2 separate regions of the Oryctolagus cuniculus genome follow, and region 2 is linked to region 1. A link is a contact called in public Micro-C data. All regions are on one chromosome and are shown on one strand. The core of a region is the stretch at or near the end of the contact, and the rest is flanking DNA. Distances in the headings are between cores, read along the strand shown. Region 1 holds the start of ZBTB16 (zinc finger and BTB domain containing 16). Region 2 overlaps ZBTB16 (zinc finger and BTB domain containing 16).

Region 1 (3,183 bases), core at 258-2,757:
ATCTGCTTGCACCTCAGTTCTTTCTGGACCCTAGATTTTAGCTAGGAAAAGAGTTAGGTTCTAAATAGGGGCTGCCTTTCACTGTATCATGGTGAAATGAGTCACCTGGGGCTGACTCTCCCCTCCCTGTGAGTTTGCCGGTGTGGCGTACCTGGCTGTCCCTTTCCTGTACTTCCAGTCTCAGACTCCTGCTGGTGGGGGCATTTTCCCTACAAGTAGGAGACCGGAGCCAGGCTTGCAGGAGTGGAATGAATGCCCTGTCCATTGGCAGCTCTGTGAGTTCGGATCAGTTCCAATATGCAAACTCTGCCCCCAGGTCTTCCCCTTTTTGTCTCTGTCCGGCTTCTGCTACCTTCCATCACATCACAGTTCTAGGGCCGGCCCAGTGCCAGGGATTCCACGCTAGTTCTGCGGAAAACCTTTGGCCCACCCGCCAGGCAAGGAGGGAACACTCAGATTCAGTGACTGACGCCTGGCGCTGCTAAAGCCGCCTGACGTCGCGGACTGACTGCACTGAGACCCCTGGATGGCGCTCTTGCCGCCCCCATCCTCCTAGCGTCTGGACTCCAGCCGGAGGCCTGCACGGCGCTGGGAAGAGCGCTTCCCACCTTTTGCCCCGCGCCTCCGGCTGGCTCCATAAAAAAGAGGGGGAAGGGAGCTTTCCGCAGCTCGGGGAAGGCCGGTTTCCTACGGTGGCTGCTCCCGGGGGTTAGCGGTGCGAACTCTGCCCTCCGGAGTGCGTGCGGAGGGGTAATGGGGGGGGGGGGGGCTAGGGAGCCCGGGAGGAGGACGCCCTGCAGGGCGGTCTCGAGCGTTTCCAAGCTGCCACCGGCCCCGAAGACTGCGCTGAGCAGTCCGTCTAGGGGGTAGAGGGACTGAGCCGAAGAAGAAAAAGTTTCTCTCCGGTCTCGACCTCAGCCTCCAGTGACCGCGGCTGCCAAAACGGGGCGCCCCCATGGACAGCACATCCTCGGGAACCCCTGGCACCTAGTTCAGTAGAACCCGCTGGCTCTGCGCCCCGAGACTTCTTGCCCCCAGATGCTCATGCCCGGCGGCGCGCGGGGTCCGAGGGGCTGAAGGCGCTTGGGCGTGGGCTGGGCACTTTGGCAAACAGGGGTCCTGAGAGGCGGGCGCAAAGCGGGAGAAAAAGTGAAAGGCTAGGGGGCAAACGCTGGAGCCCAGCACAAAACCCCGCGCTTGGAGCGCCGGAGTGGGAGAAACAAATCCGCGCCCAGTGGCAATGAAAAAGCTGCGAGTGAGGTGGGAGCTGCCCCTGGCCCCCCAGGGCCCGCACGGAGCGTTGCGAGCCCCCGCCCGGCCTCCCCATCACCGGCCCTGGCGTGCTCCCGGCTGGGCCGGAGCGCGGCGGCCGCGGCGCCCCAGCAGCAGCTAGGTGTCAGGCGAAGCCCGGGGCGCCGAGCGCCGCGCAGGCAGAGCGGGTGGGGCGGGGAGCGCGCACGGGCTGGGCCGGCGCGGGGGGTGGGCGGGCTGAGCCCGGGGACAGCGCGGGAGGGGGAGGAGGGGGCAGCTGTGGGCAGGGAGCCGGGCTCGGCCGCCAGCACTAAAGATGGAGAGGCGCCGGGGCCTCGCAGGGGAGGGGGCTCGGCGTTGACGTGAGACGCGGCGGAGGCGCCGCAGCCGGTGGTGATTTGCTAACCTCACAGCACACAGGAGTTGAGGGCGATGAGAGCGGGTACTGCGAACTGCCGGGCGATGCCGCCGCTGCCGCCGTGAACCCGAGAGCAACAGTTCCTCCAGCAACACCCCTCCCCGACGCAGGCACACACCCCCCGGCAGGCCCGCACGCCCACCCCACGGCGCCCGGCTCGGCAGCGGTGAGTGGGGGCCCGGGGAGGGGCGCACCGCCCAGCCAGCGCCGCGCGCCCGGGCGCCCCGGGGCCGGAGAGGTCGGGGGGGTGGCGCGTCCGCTCGGGCCACTCGGCCGCTGCGCTTGGACCTTATTTCATCCCGCGTGTTCCTTTCCTGCGCTGCAGCCGCCGCCGCCACCGGTTGGGGTCAGCTCCAAGAGGGGAGCCCCGGCTGTCAGCTTGGGCGCAGCTGCCTCCCCAGCCTTTCCTCCGCAGGGCACGGTCCGGGTGAGAGGCGGGGAGCTGGGGCGCGAGCATAGGGTCGGGGATCGCGAGGCTTTATACAGCCAGGGGCCGGTGGGGGCTCATATGTATGCGGACGGCTGCGCGGGCGTGAGCGAGGCTTGTGGCTTATTTATTTGTTTATTTGCCGGCCGGCTGGGAAGCTAGACTGAGAGGGGCTGGCGAGTGGATCTGGGGCCGAGGCGAGCAGGATTGGGACACGTTTGGATTTTGTTTTCTCTTTGAAAAATCCTAGTGGGCCCTTCTTTCTTGATTGGACTTGATCCCCCATTTTTTGGGGGGGGTAGGGTGGAGAGGGAGAGAAGCTCCGAGGGGCGCCAGTGCTCCGGGCCCTCCTCGGCTCTCGGCAGGATTGGCCGTGGCGCCGGAGCTCGCCGTGCGCTCCCGGCCGCGCTCGGTGGGCGCCCCGGCTCTGCACCTGATGCGTGCGGGATGCCTTTGCCACCACGGCGCGCCAGCGGCCGGCTCTCGCAGCCCCTGGCGCACTCCCGCACGCGCCCTAAACGCGCAGATCCTGCCGGCCTGCGACCCACTGAAACGCACAGACGCGCTCCGCACCGGCTAGCTCGCCGCCTCCCCGGGTCGCTCGCCACGTCCCCGGGCCCGGCACGCCCGGCGGCTGCTGCCGCTGGCCCGAAACCGGGAACCTTGCTCATTGCTCCCCGGGGGTCACGGCCCTGGGTCGGAGCCGGGGGAGCCCGGAGATCCCCTTATCTCCCCTTCTCGCACGAGTCGCTGCAGGGCTTTTGTGCTGCCCCTTCGCGGCGGGCCGGGTCCGTCTCCCAGCCCGCCGGACTCGTCGCCTTTCGCCTGCTCTCTTTCGTTTTCCCTCTCCCTAGCTCGGCTTCTTTCCTTTCAGGCGGCTGACTCCCCAGGAAAAGTTGCTTCCCCAAGTTTGCCGAACTCGTCTCCAAGTCTCGGCGGGGGTCTCTGGGAGCTCGGGGCGTGTGCGCGCGTGCTCGGTGCCCGCAGCTCGGGCGGCTGAGTGCTGGCTTTCCCCCGAGCCGCGGGAGTGGAGCCGCAGCCTGCGCCGGCCGCATCGAGGGCGCCGAGCGGCGGGTCAGGCGGGGGG
Region 2 (3,220 bases), core at 360-2,859, 120 kb after region 1:
ACGTGTGTGGCTTTTAGTTGTAATAAATACACCATCCTGCTTGTGTTGTATTTAAAATGATTTACCTTACATCAGTTTGCGCTCCTTGGTTACCTTCTGCGTGGGCAGAGGGAAGAAACAATGCCATGAGAATGTGGCTGTGAACAATGAGGGGAGCCGAGTTGGGGGGTGATGCTTGTTGTTTTCTTGATCTTCTTCCAGGAAGAGTGACCCGACCCTGACTTTGCTTGTACATTGTTGGTTTGGGGTGCATGGTGGTTAGTACCTTCTGCCTTTGTCTTCCGCTGTGAGAGGAAGCCTGCTGAATGGAGGCTTGGTCACAGGGCACGTCTCTTTCCCTTCTTTTCTGCTTTGTCTGAGCAGGAGTGGTAAGGATATTTTCAATGTTGTGATACATCTATTGCATGCATTTGATGTTTATGTGTGTCTCATACAGTGACGCTGGGGATAAAATAATAGCTGTCATGATGAGACGGTGGTGAGACAGTTACTGTATGCCAGGACTTCAAAAGTTCATGGGAACATCTTGTATTAAAAGATACATTTGTTTTGGTGCAAAAATTTTTTTGAAATCCATGGATAGTTTTCCTGTAATATGCAAAGTTTGGAGACCTCTCAGATGCATGGATTTCACCTTTTTAGCACAAAAATAAGCTTTTAATTCTATTTCGCTGTTTTTTTTTGAGTTTTTTGAGTTTTTTTTGAAGTACCTTCTTAGTATTTCAATGAATCATCACTCACCCAACTTTGTAATGTAGATAACCTGAGCTCGGACAAAACAAACCCAGAAAAGATACTTTGCTGGCCTAGGTGGCCCCTGGAAATGGTGGAGCTGGCTTGCCTCTGAGTTTGACTGCAGCAGGCACGGCCCCAGCTGCTATGCTGCGTGGTTGTGTGCATGTACTGGCCGTGCCTGTGGCTCAGCCTGTGGATTACCTGGTGGCGCTCTAAGTGGTAAGGAGGGAGCTTTGCAAGCCTCCTTGGCTGAGGAGGTGGACTTGTGTTCTTTCGGTGAGAGTGGGAGCTCAGGACCCCAGTGCAATGGAGCCTGCTGGGAGCCTGCTGTTTATTGGGTAGGCAAGCAGGTGCTTCAGCATTTCCCCTTGGTGTCTTCCGAGGACTTGTCTCCTCCAAAAGGGCTGTGAAGCCAAACACAAGCTGTCAGCTGTTGCCCAGGTCACCGGTGAGAGGCTGACTTCCAGAGATCTGAAAACCAGCCGCCGTCAACCCCAGGCGTCTCCCCTCTCTCTGTTGCTCAGTCCAGGAGGCCTTCCCCCACGGCATCGTCCACCACAGCTACAACCTGCGCCGGCTGATAGGGCTGGTGGTTTTCCAGGCAGCCGGCATGGCCCACCTGCTTCCCCTTTTGCCTCTGAAAGAAACCCCGGTGCTGGGGCTTTCACTCTGTTGATAAAGGAGAAGGAGCGTGCAAGCGAGCGAGCGTGCAAGAGCTGGGGAGCAAGCGTGCCTGCAGCTCCTCCCCAGGGCACAGATCCCCTGGAGGGAAAGAACACGCAGTGCTGGCCTTTGGAATGGGCAGCCAGTGTACTGTTCTCCGTCTGATAAGAGGTACTGTAAATAAAACTGTACACTGTGGCCTGCTGTAAAGTGCTCTGCGTCTGTACTCATTGTTCTGACAGCTTGGGCTTTTTTTGGGTCTGCTGTTGGGTACACTCTGTACTTCCTTATGTAAGCAGGCATGCATATCTCATCAGAACAGTCAAGATGTTTATTTTAAAATCTCAAGGAATTAAAAAAAAAAAAAAGGACACACCACTCCACATTGGATGCTGGCAAACGTGGCGTGTTTTTCCAGTGCTTCCTTTGCTTTCTGTGTTTTCCTTATTATCGCAGAACGAGGCGGGGAGAGGCTTGGGAGAGGGAGGGCTTTGAGGGCTTCTGTCTGTCTCTCATTGGCTTCTGCCTGGTATCCTGGAAGAGACCCCACTCCTCAGATGCCTTCAGCGTCATTGACCCCTTCCTCAATGTGCAGGATCCTCTGACCCCGTTTCTGGTTAGGGCAAGGAGAGAGTCCAGAGGTGGTGGCTGGGGTGTGTGTGTGGTGGTGATGGTGGGGTAGCTGAGGCTGGGGTGTGTGTGTGTGGTGGGGTAGCTGAGGCTGGTGTGTGTGTGTGTGTGTGTGTGGTGGGGTAGCTGAGGCTGGGGTGTGTGTGTGTGTGTGTGTGTGGTGGGGGTAGCTGAGGCTGGTGTGTGTGTGTGTGTGGTGGGGGTAGCTGAGGCTGGGGTGTGTGTGTGGGGTAGCTGAGGGGAGCTGTCCCCAGCCTCTGCTGCATTTCAGCTCTGTTGTGGCTGGGATCCTGGCATTTAGAGAAAGCTTTCTGTGTTTGTGCTTTCCTGTCTGCTTCCTCCTTTGATTCCTGCACGCAAGTCGGAGTGAGCTTTAGCACAGAGTGAACGCTGCCCCGGGGCTGGCAGACTCAGCGCAGCCTCAGCGTCCAGTGGATTTATAGTGTCCGTGTCGTCTTGTCACCAAATTATAACCTGCTCTCAACCATCTTCCTTTAGCCCCTGTCTAACCTCCTGGAAGAGTCAGGAAGTTAGGGGGAAATGAGAGCAAACTAGGAGTCAGGAAAACCCCGACTGTCAGCCATCCCTCGAGCATCCTTGAGCCCTCTTCTACAGGGCCCTGGGGGACTGGCAGGCACGGGATGTCTGTCTATCTGCGCACCCCACCTCCAAGGTTTAGTTCATTTATTTGAAAGGGGATAGAAGGAGAGAAACAGATATCTTCTGTTTGTTGGTTCACTCCCTGAATGACTGCAAAGGCCAGGGCTGGGCCGATCAGAGCCAGGAGCTTCTTCCAGGTCTCCCACGTGGGTGCAAGGGCCCAAGCACTTGGGCCATCTTCCACTGCTTTCCAGGGTGCATTAGCAGGGAGCCAAATCAGAAATGAAGCAGCCAGGACTTGAACCGGTGCCTGTATGGGATGCTGACACTGTAGCCGGAGGCTTACCATTCCATGCCACAGCACAGGCTCCTCTGCCTGTCTCTTTAACAGCTGGGAACACTGACTCTCAGATGAGCTCAGTGCCTGGGGTAGGGATGAAGGAGTCTCCCAGCAGATCACTGCCAGCCAGTCTGGGGTGCTCTCTAGCCTTGCGGGGTCTGCCTGGGGACAGGAAGGCCACTGGATGCGTGGCCGGGTGGGGCTGTTTGCTTGCTGCCAGAGTGAGTGTGTGGCCGGCCAGGCTGGAGGTCC

Evidence for each region. Hi-C and Micro-C count contacts between places; a contact is called where the count stands out from the background.
Region 2: a contact with region 1 is called in a Micro-C map of ear pinna, with 4 times the contacts expected there. The contact joins the enhancer-like site here to the promoter of ZBTB16 in region 1. A contact is called at or near these places in 3 of 6 Hi-C or Micro-C datasets (ear pinna, psoas muscle and an unstated tissue).

Annotation. Positions count from the first base shown.
Region 1 is chr1:105,951,233-105,954,415 of mOryCun1.1, forward strand. ZBTB16 (zinc finger and BTB domain containing 16) reads left to right here and starts at 1,508. Exons shown (of 7, transcript XM_002708425.5): 1 at 1,508-1,835.
Region 2 is chr1:106,067,787-106,071,006 of mOryCun1.1, forward strand. The region is part of intron 3 of ZBTB16 (zinc finger and BTB domain containing 16); the gene reads left to right. Among named protein-coding and RNA genes, the nearest start is that of ZBTB16, 120 kb to the left of the region's middle. Within about 2 kb of position 1,610, at least 5 of the 8 cell types and tissues checked have an H3K27ac peak or open chromatin away from gene starts, as enhancers often do. A contact at or near this core is called in ear pinna, where this site is marked.